Linked DNA regions of Drosophila melanogaster: region 2 is linked to region 1. Evidence: chromatin contacts called from public Hi-C data. All regions are on one chromosome and are shown on one strand. The core of a region is the stretch at or near the end of the contact, and the rest is flanking DNA. Distances in the headings are between cores, read along the strand shown.

Evidence for each region. A called contact is a pair of places that touch in the nucleus more often than the background predicts.
Region 2: a Hi-C map of the S2 cell line shows a contact between it and region 1, with 1.5 times the contacts expected there. A contact is called at or near these places in 6 of 107 Hi-C or Micro-C datasets (the Clone 8 cell line, the ML-DmBG3-c2 cell line, the S2 cell line and 1 more) and 1 of 7 datasets of targeted methods (the Kc167 cell line).

What each region holds. Positions count from the first base shown.
Region 1 is chr3L:23,335,212-23,341,095 of dm6, forward strand. alpha-Cat (alpha Catenin) reads right to left here and starts at 2,889. Exons shown (of 12, transcript NM_079495.3): 1 at 2,664-2,889. The coding sequence starts at 2,835. ND-MLRQ (NADH dehydrogenase (ubiquinone) MLRQ subunit) reads left to right here and starts at 4,115. Exons shown (of 4, transcript NM_001275306.2): 1 at 4,115-4,265; 2 at 4,323-4,469. The coding sequence starts at 4,224. It overlaps mir-4942 (mir-4942 stem loop), which reads left to right and starts at 4,017; the gene lies at 4,017-4,126.
Region 2 is chr3L:23,735,092-23,740,975 of dm6, forward strand. It overlaps CG17698, which reads left to right and starts at 2,869. Exons shown (of 7, transcript NM_001275308.1): 1 at 2,869-3,093; 2 at 5,070-5,884. The coding sequence starts at 5,121.

The DNA of each region.
Region 1 (5,884 bases), core at 1,639-4,138:
ATGCCTAAATTTCTTATTTGTAAACATGCCAACTTTGGAGACACAACATTAAGCTCTACGGCATCTCAGATAGGCGATTATCTTTCGTTGTCTAAGCTACTCTCTCTCGCCCTCTATCTATCTTGTACTCTCGCACTTGCGAAAAAAAGTGTTTGGTCAATCGATAAAAATTTACAAGACTAAAAAAATTATAAAAAATTAGGGCGTAAGAGTGGGCGTGGCAAAAAATTTTAGGCACATAGAAAAATGGTTCAAAAATGTAGGCGTGTCAGTTTTGGGCGGTTTTAGGGCGGCTTTACCTTCTAGCTAATGTGTCGACGTTCATACGGACATGGCTAGATCGACTCGGCTATTGATCCTGATCAAGAATATATATACTTTATATAGTCGGAATTTAACGAATCTGGTATACTCTTTTACCATACAGTTTTGGCAAGTCTATAGAAATTTCCACGACTAATAAAAATATGAAAAAACTTCACATTTTTCCAAAGGTCAGGCGTAGCAGCTCTGGGCGGTAGAATAGGTGTGCCAACATGGGTCAACAAACTTGAGCTGCGTAAATGTCTTAATCTCAACCTTTTATAGTTCCTGAGAACTCGAGGTTCATACGAACGGACAGACAGAAGGGCGGACAGGGTCAGATCAAAGACACTAGAATAACAAGATGCGTAAGGGCCATACATTGGTTTTTCACTAAGCAGCTACTTGTTTGGTGACGGCCAAGATTGTGCTCTTTTCTCTCGAATAATATTGAGAGCGTAAAATAATAGACTTTGGTTGCTTGTGTGAGTAACGTTTAAACGTGAAAGTGTATATGTGTGCGTACTTGTGCTAGAAGACGATTTTCGGGCCGAAATCAATTTTGATCTAAGAAACGAATTAACATGTTTGGAGTTTTCAACAGGGGACTGGGAGAAGTTTTTTTTTACAGCATTAATATTAGGTTCATCAATATTTAAACTTATAAATGAAAAAAAGTTGCGATATGGAATAGTTATTATTACTTTTGTAGTTTAACACATACAGTTTAATACATTTAAAAAAATATATTTCATAAAAATAATACGAATAGGAAAAAATTATTTTTAAAATAATGCCAATTGACCAAAAATAATATAGATTTAAATTCCAAAAACTTCTGAAGTGTAGGGCATATTTTGTCAAATTTACAATGCATGAGTATTCGTGTACACACAAAAAGTTTTCGGCTGTCACTGTATGCGTAAAATGAAGTTGCTGGCTGAAGAGCTCTCCGAAATCTGGCTCTTGAACAAAAATTCAAGAGAGCTGGAGCCAGCCCAAAAAATATTTACTTTTAATGGTCGGGAACGCTTCCTTCTGCCTTTTACTCTACGAGTAACGGGTATAAAAACAGTAATTAAATAATATGAAGTAACAATTTATTGTATTTTAAGGGCCTGACAGCTGTTTACATCCTGTGATAGTTCTGTATATAGTTCTCCTGACCAAAATGGTTTTGCAAAAAGAATTGACATGACTTAAAACAAAAACTGGAATGGATGCTATAACCGAGTCCCCGACTATCAGATACCCCGTTACTCAACTAGAAGTGTGAAAGATTTCAATTTTTTTGGAAAATCGGTAAAAATTGAAAAAGAAATAATTATATTTAAACAAGAAATATATTTTTCAAAAAGTTTGGGCGGTTTGTGGGCCTGACAATAGGTATTTTGGCATATCAATAGATTTACAAGATCAATAAAATAGTATGAAAAATACCAAAACATTTTTGTGTGAAAACCAATTTTTGGGCGTTAGAGTGGGCGTTGCAAAACGTTTTTTGATAAATCGATTCTCTCCACGGTACATTTGTATACACTTTAATTAAGGAACGGAATCCATATCTCTTAAGCTACACATTAGGTTAAGTTCAGAAGGAACTGAACGATTCCTATTGACGTATGACTAATAATAAATGATAAACTCTAATAAAAAAAAAAGGTAAATCGATAGAAATTTAAAAGACTAATGAAAATATGAATTCATATGAAAACGCTTTGTCATACGGACAGAAAGTCGGACATGGCCAGATCAACTCGGCTATTGATCCTGATCTAGAATATATATTTTTTTTTTGGAACCGCTTTCTTCTACCTCATACTTAGTTTTCAACGAATCTAGTACCCCATTTTACTTTACGAGTAACAAATATATATTACAGCGAACCCCATAGTAAATTTCCTTGACTATCAGATACCTGTTACTCAGCTAGTGGCCAAGCGAACTATAAATTTGAACATTTTTATTGCATATCGATAGAAATTGGAAAGATATACATATAACAAAATGAAACACAATCAAAATATATGTAAATCACTAATAGGCTATTTTTTTATATTTTCGCAATTTTGCGTTTAAAGAGGTAAAAGATGCTTTCACATTCCTTTTCAGTTTTAAGCTTGTTACATGAATTCAAATGCTTTCTATCCTACAAAATTTAAGATGTCACAATATGTATGTATAGTATACACAGCCGTTTTAGAACATTTTCTATCATTTCTCGTATGTACACAATACTTATAATTAATAAAATTAAAATGAGTATACGCACAGTTATTCACGACTCGCAAAAAGTTTCTTTAAAATTGAAAGTTCTAATATTTAGGTTTTCTAGGCACTATAAGCTATAAACATTTTACCTTTTTTCTTTTTGCTTGGGCCCTTGGTATTTACAAGAGTAGTTACTTGTAATACAAGGGGTTCAAGTGTTTTTTCAACTGACATTGTGCGAATTTCCAAATTTTTGGGATCCCATTTCAAAGCTATCTGTCCGAAATCGGTTAACGTGCCCATTTTATCAGGTTTTAACATAAATTCTTTAACCGACGACGCCTTTTTCGATAATATGTAGTCCACTGATTATTAATAGTACCAGGATTGTAACTTTGCAGTGCTGTAAAGAATGCGGGCTTTAAATATATCATAGTCCCACTGAGCCACATGACCTACGTAACGTAACCAATATATAATGAATAAGTTAAATAGTTTTGTAGTTTTGAGTCCTGTGAGTCATTCTTTAGTAATGACTTTAAGAAAATAATTAAAATTGATTTTTGATGATTGAACTCTCGTGAAAAATATGTGATATTCAAGTATTGAAGACGATTGAGAAAAGTTTAATAATATTTTTAATTTTTACCAACAAAAATATTTCATTTAATGAATTAACATATTCCACACATATCAGGATTGTTGTTTTCTATGTTTATTATTATACCGGTTACTTGTAGAGTAATAGGGTATACCAGAATCGTTTAAAAGTTCCTAATAGGCTGATGGAAGCATTGGAACAATTGATCGGGATCAGTAGTCGACACGATCTGGTCGTGTCCGTCTGTCCGTCCGTATGAACGTCGAGATCTCAGGAACAATATAAGCTATAAAGCTTAGATTAACCATATGATATTAACCTAACGCCTAACGCTGCCACGCCCACACTTTTGAAAATTGTGTTGATATATATTTTCATATATTTATTAGTTTTGTAAATTTCTATTGATTTGTCATAAAACTTTTTGCCACGCCCACTCTAACGATACAAACCGACCAAAAAACGACCACGCCCACATTTTTGAACAATTTTAAATATTTTCTCATTGCATTCACCAATTTCTATCCGTGTCCCAGAAAAATTATGATATTTCGCGATCATATTGCCTCTAGCTGAGTAACGGATATTTAATAGTCGGGAAAGTCTACATAGCATTTTTTCTTGTTATTATTGAAAAAAAATCCTTTCGACATATAAACAAAATGTAACAAAAATGCATGACTACTTCAGAAGATTATATCGTTCCCGGCGGCTTGAAATTATTATGACAGCCTAACATAAAACCTGTGCGACAAGCATGCATAAAAATTACGTATATAAAATAATATATTCCTTAGATGTAAAAAAAAATATTTATGTGCATGATTTTTGAGTTCCCATTCTATACCAGCATCGCTTAATACTGGCATGTCACATATAAAATAATATGACATCTGCCTGTTATGAATACATATATTTTTATGTTTGAGTCAACATCGAGTTGCCGATGTTTGGAAAACATCGATGACATCGCTGTTGGCATCGAAATATGTCCATATCTAATATATAGTTCCATTCTGTTTTATTGGATTGAGTAAAGTTAGGTAATTTTTTATAAATGTGTTTCTTTCTTACATATTAAATACATTTTAATTATAACGTAGACAAAATGCAAGGTCTTGGTCTGCAAAGTCTTAAAAAAAATCCAGCTGTAAGTTTTATGATTATATTAAGTTATCTGTTGATTGCATAACAAAAATTTGTTCAGTTAATTCCACTTTATGTGTGCGTTGGAGCGGGAGCTATTGGAGCCGTCTACTATATGGCTCGACTTGCTACTCGTAATCCCGATGTCACTTGGAATCGCACATCAAATCCCGAACCATGGCAAGAGTACAAAGAAAAGCAATACAAGGTTAGATTTGCTCCTTAATATTCATATTCTATTTTCATATTTTAATGGGCCAAGAAAAGCCCTCGACCGTGGTTTTGTTAATAACCAAATTTGCTTATAGATATATGTATTTTTGCAATTTTTTACTTTTTTGGCGATTTAACCGACATGCCATAACCATTACACATATATATTTCACGAATATATACTATGTTGTAGTTGTAGTTATACCCGTTACTCGTAGAGTAAGATGTTATACTAGATTCATTGAAAAGTATGTAATAGGTAGAAGGCAGAGTTTTCACCATATGAAGCCTATATATTCTCGATCAGGATCAATATCCGAGTCGATCTGACGCTGTCCGTCCGTCTGTATGAATGTCGAGATCTCAGGAACTATACAATCTAGAAGGTTGAGATTAAGCATACAGATTCTAGAGAAATACCCGCAGCGCAAGTTTGTTGGCCTATGTTGCCACGCCCACAAATCTTCAAAAACTGCCACATTTTTTCACATTTTTATTAGTTTTTTAAATTTTGATTGATTTCCCAAAAATTTTATTCACCAATATCTATCGATATCCCAGACAAATCATGAAATTTCGCTATGGCATTTTAACTAGCTGAATAACGGGTATCTGATAGTCGAGGAAGTCGACTATTTTGTACAGTGATACTTTTTTTCACTTTTATTATTTGTCTCGCAAAACAATTCCCAATAACCGTAAACACCGCCTGTTAACAATCTCTAAACGGAGATATTTGCGTATATCAACTAGCTAATAACAAATTATTAAAACACCATACTCACCATTCTTTATGGCAGAAAAAATGTATATATATATATATATATGGGTAATTTAGGTAAATAGGTAAAATAAGTGAAATTAAGAAATGATGGGGTGTCATTAGTGCGTATTAAGGAATAATTCAACCCTTAAATAAAAAGGAAGAGGGATATGCTTCAATATGTAGTGATTGCGACTTAAACGCCAATCAAACCCTTTAATTTTATCAATTTTATAATAATCTAGTTATTTAAAACTATGAAAAAAAAATAAAGATCACAAAAATGTTCTAACATTTAATATTTTATAGCAATTCGGACGCAATGCGGGAGAACTTATCATTTATTTTGTCGACAGTGACTAACCAGAAATGTAGGGATCGCCAGAGATTTACACAGGGTCTAAAACGTTCGCTTCAGATAAATTTCTATCAAATTCTATCACTTCACTAGAATAGTAGATTCTTTAAAATGCATGCAACCAGTTAATGGATGCCTTCCTGACCTTAAAAATTATACATATTCTTGAACCGAGATGAACCTCGTAAACCTCCAGGGAACTATTGAAGCTAGAAAGTTGAGACTAAGCATGTGTATTTAAGGGTCAACTACGCAGTGAAGGTACATAAGTTCCATTATATTACCCACA
Region 2 (5,884 bases), core at 1,619-4,118, 400 kb after region 1:
AAAAAAAAAAGAGATGATGGCCGTCAAGAGATTGGGTGTGAGAGCAGACACGCCAATGTTGATATGAGAAATTAAAGTTATGGAAAATGTAAATGGTTTGAAGTTTTGATATATAAATTGGAGATGTCTTTGTAAATAAGACTGTAATTAGATGAATTGTCAATTAAAGTTTATGTAAGCGGCTCTATAACTTAATAAATGTAACAGAGAAAGATATTTAAGTTTGCTAAATAAATTGGAATAAGTTGATGAAGTTGTGTGACTTAGACTTGCATGGTGGATTAGACACACAAGGACGTGTGAAAGGTCAGGAAGGCCGTGTTGGAGCGCGACTCTTCGCATTCTAGGAATTCCTTCTGTGATTTCACATTCTGATGAAATTGTAATATTGCGGTAAAAATCTGTCGAGCTCTGCGGCAGAGGCACGGAAAGCCCCTGCAGCTGAGTGAGATCCGATCGGGTTGTCATAAATAGTGTGTTAGAGAAAGATGAGAATGTAGTGAACGCCAGCGTGTATAGGATATTAGAGAATATGATGAAGAAGGGAAATGTAAGAAGATCCCTTCAGTGAAGTTTGACTGGTAGAGTTGATCGGAACTGGCTGCGCTGCCGCACGAAATTACAAAGGGAATAAACGAAATGGATGAGACTCCGCTATTGCCGACATATATTTATAAAATAAGAATGTAATGTATAATCATTTAAGTAATAATAACAAATAATATAAAAACACGAACTCAGCATACCATAACTTTCTTTTATTGAAACTAACACACACATACGCAGACAAGACATTTGTATCACCCATTCACTTTACTTCATTCATTTGTTTCAGAATGTGCCGATTGAATTGATTGAATTGAAGTCGGCAACACGCGCGTTTAAATTCACGATCATTTGCAAACGATGGGATTCAAAAAGTACATCAGAGGGGTGGTGTTCCCGGCTCAACCCAAAGACTTGCCATCTGCCCTGACATTGGCCAGAGAAGTGGAAGCAAGCATTGAGAGGAGCATGTTTGCAAATTCCTACGCCAAGGCCGTAAAGGACCGAGTGCAAACATCTGGAAACGGCAAGAGCAGCTTCCACTGTAGGCAAGGTAAAGCCAGCAAGGATGAGCAGGGCCAAGACAGGAATCCACATTTTGTCAGGAGAACTTTGAGAACCAATAATGACAACCAGGTCCAAGCACCCCAACTCGTCCTCCAGGTTTAGGCAGCGCACTAAACACAATAAGAACCACCCAAATTATTCGAATGCTCCTAAGAGAAGACATTCCTCGGACCGTTCGATAGGTCAAAGACGTCAACGTCTTAATTACGTTGTCCAAGAAACCTCCAAGACTAAAGACCCTAAGACCCCAAGCAGAAATACGAACAGGCAGCAAGGGCTTCAGTCGAAGAGATCGCTGAGTACGCTCCTAGCGACGACTCACTAAATTTTTTTGGGGACTCTCCCGGTTGCCGTTCATTGAACGACGGTTGCGTGGGAGAACTTTAAGAATGCTAATCGACTCCGACGCGGTAAAAAAATTACATTAAGCCCGTAAAGGAGCTAAAAAATGTAATGCCTGTCGCCCGCTCTCGGTAAGTTCAATACATGGCTCCATATTAAACAAAAGTGCTTAATGAAGGTTTTCAAGCACACCTCTCAATTTTGTCTATTGAAATCACTCAACTCGTTCGACGCTCTTATAGGCTTGGACACGGGCCGGAGTAAAGTTTAACCTAGCAGAATATTAGGGCGTTTATGAAAAACTTTACTATTTCATCTGCCCTAGCGCAAACTTAACTAATGTGAATGACATTGTTGTACCTGCCTCTATTAAATAGGAGTTCAAGAACACAATTTTGAGAGAAAAAAGCCCTTATCTACTTCAAATGACACCGCTGGTACATATATACATATATACATATATACATATATACATATATACATATATACATATATACATATATACATATATACATATATACATATATACATATATACATATATACATATATACATATATACATATATACATATATACATATATACATATATACATATATACATATATACATATATACATATATACATATATACATATATACATATATACATATATATATACATATATACATATATACATATATACATATATACATATATACATATATACATATATACATATATACATATATACATATATACATATATACATATATACATATATACATATATACATATATACATATATACATATATACATATATACATATATACATATATACATATATACATATATACATATATACATATATACATATATACATATATACATATATACATATATACATATATACATATATACATATATACATATATACATATATACATATATACATATATACATATATACATATATACATATATACATATATACATATATACATATATACATATATACATATATACATATATACATATATACATATATACATATATACATATATACATATATACATATATACATATATACATATATACATATATACATATATACATATATACATATATACATATATACATATATACATATATACATATATACATATATACATATATACATATATACATATATACATATATACATATATACATATATACATATATACATATATACATATATACATATATACATATATACATATATACATATATACATATATACATATATACATATATACATATATACATATATACATATATACATATATACATATATACATATATACATATATACATGGTGGTTATATAATATAATAATATAATATATAATATATTAGGAATATTATTATTCCAGCTATCGACTTAGTTATCGATACGACTAAGAGCTTTTAAAGCTGCAATGGGAAACTTTTAATTCGTCTTTTATTTAAAGCTTAGATGTTTTTCCTCCAGTTAGTAATTTTTATATAATGTTCTCTATTGGTGTAGTTGTGATTATGAAGTTAAATGAAGAACGAATTAAAGGGAGATGTAACCGAAATGCAGATGCCATCTGTATATTGGCGCAATAATGACGTAACTGGTTTATAAATACAATCGGTGTGTAACAAGAATTGTTGTAGTCTACTAAAATTATTTGTAGGAGTTTTACATACATATGTTTGTACGTACATATGTGCATAAATAGAAAAAGCACAAAAATTACTCAGTAAAATTCATTTAATATAAAATGTCATTTAAAGTATATTGTATAAATTATATGTACATAGTTACACATAGTACACACATACATACATAGTTACTGCACAAACGTTTGCACATGCACACATATATACATACATACATATGTCTATAAAGTGCACATGTGGACATTATTAAGTAAAATCTGAAAATTTAATAAATTCAAACGAACATTTCAAAGTGCATACACGGCAGATTCACTTTTCCTGGGATATTTAACCAGTGCCATAGCTCTTAAAGAAATAGTTCTAGTGTATGTACATATGACCATGTCCGTCTGTCAGTTTTTGGTTCGCATGGACGATCAGATTTCAAGACTGTGAAACCTACAGAAAGTAAAGATTGGGATTTAGAGTCATATGAATTAGATCCAGCCGTTTGTTTCAGATTGACATATGCCCACAAACAGGCCGAATTTTGAATTATCAGATTCCCGTTACTCAGCTAGTGTGATTGCGAACGCGAAATTTAAAAATTTTTCTGCGATAGCAAAAGATATTGTTGAATAAAATGCTTTTGAACAAAGCGATAGAAACATACAAGATTTTAATGTTTGAAAAATGTGGGTGTGGCAGTTTTGGACAGTTTTAGGGCGTTAGAAACATAGTTCATCATTCTAGCTTTTATAGTTCCTGAGATCTCGAAGTTCATACGTTCAGATGGACATGGCAAGGTCGATTCCGCTATTGATCCTGATCAAGAATATATATACTTTATATCGTGGGAAAAGATTCCTTCTAGTATAGTTTTACTCTACGAATAACGGGAGCCTATGCTAATAGACTTTTGCGTATATAAGATGATGTGCATATGATGACAAATGAGACAACATTGATAAGATCTCCTAAATATTTTGGTACATAAATAAGAACTGTAGTTCAATAAGGAATGATCATTTTTAGTTACTCGTCATGTCCTATGGAATTGGGAGTATCTTTTAGTTTAGTGTAAATATGGGACCACACGTCCAATTAACCGTAAAGTAAAAAAAATTTCATTTATTTTCCTTTGGCTCATACCTTTTTACTAATTTTATTGTTATCATGTTCTGTGTCGCATCACAAATGTAAAGTTTCTTTTGATTTTTTGCCGACTTAGATAGTCGGTTATCAGATGCCCATTAGTCAGTTAGTGGGAGTGCGAACGAGAAGGTTCAACATTCTTTTTGGCATATCAATAGAAAAAAATAGAAAAAAGCAAAAAAAAAAAAAAATTAATATACAAAAATTCAATTGCGTGGATGATGGTCTTTAGGGCGGATTGTGGAATTTAAAATGCGCGTGTCAAAAAAATGTTTTGCATACCGCTATAAATTTGCAAGACAAATAATAAAGTTACACAATTAATAAAAATTAATTTAACCGTATGTGTCTATTATGTGCCGCATCTGTATTTTATTATAACGAAACGAAAACAAGAGATAATTCTAGAGTCGAGTTCGCCGACTCAATGTCCGTCTGTCCGTATAAACGCCTTGATCTAAGAAACTTTAAAAGCTAGAGTTGAGATTAAGCATGCAGTTATCAGAGTCATAAACGCACATATTTGTTTGCAAATATTGCTACGTCCATTCTAGCCCACACTTACTTTAAAAAGTGTCAGTGAAATGTTACATGATTAAATGTATATTTCAATATACTTTTATAAAAGACCAGTGCTTGATTATGTATAATCTTGATTGTTATAATCAATCCGCCTAAGAAGGTCTTTAGTTATAGTTTACTATTTACGGAGTTGTTTGAAGGATTTTGTGTTTCGAACAAAAGTATTAGTATTTAATGCAGCATTTGATCAAACTGATATATAAAATTGATAAATTGGTTTTCTGTTTGCAGGATTTTATCACGTACAACATCAAAACAATTATATTACACTAATAAAAAAAAATGGATTTAACAGATCCATTATTAATTACAAAGTCTCAGCAAGTCAACAGCCAAGAAGTTGATTTTCAGAAAAAAACTGAGGATACATTTCCTTCAAAGTTTCATAAAAATAAAGCTAGTTGTGGACTTTTGGCTGTTAATGAAAGTCGCTGTACAGACCATCAATTACAATGTGAAAACAATATCGTGGGGTTGTCATTAGAAACTCAAATTGCAGAAAATTCTTCAATAAATGTTTCGAGAGAACTTAAACCTCACGATCACACTTTTCCGAAAGATAAACAAACTTTTAAACAAATATCAGATGAATTAAGGAAGTCATATGAAAATATTAATAAAGTTCAGAATATTAAAAAATCCCAGTCTGTAGAAAATTTTGAAAAATGTTCTGAAATAAATTTAGCCAATAAATGTTTATATACAAATTTAAATACAAGTCCTAAGGAAAGAAATGCCTTGGATAAGCAAGCAATGTTTATTAAATTTCATTCTCTGGAATTGTGCACTGATAAAGTATGTAGTCTACACATACATGAAAACTTTTGTACTGATATCCATAAATGCGTAGTCGATTCCGAATCGAATAAGCCAAACAAAATGAAAAAGTGCTTAGATTATGAAAGCGTTAAAAGGTATCCTTGTAAAGTTTCTAATGAACCACCTCAACATAATACGGCATCAAAACCTCAAATCTTATATGAGACTCGTCCTATCTACCCGAATGTACCGTATAGCCCTTATAGTACTCCTTTCAGTAGTCCTCG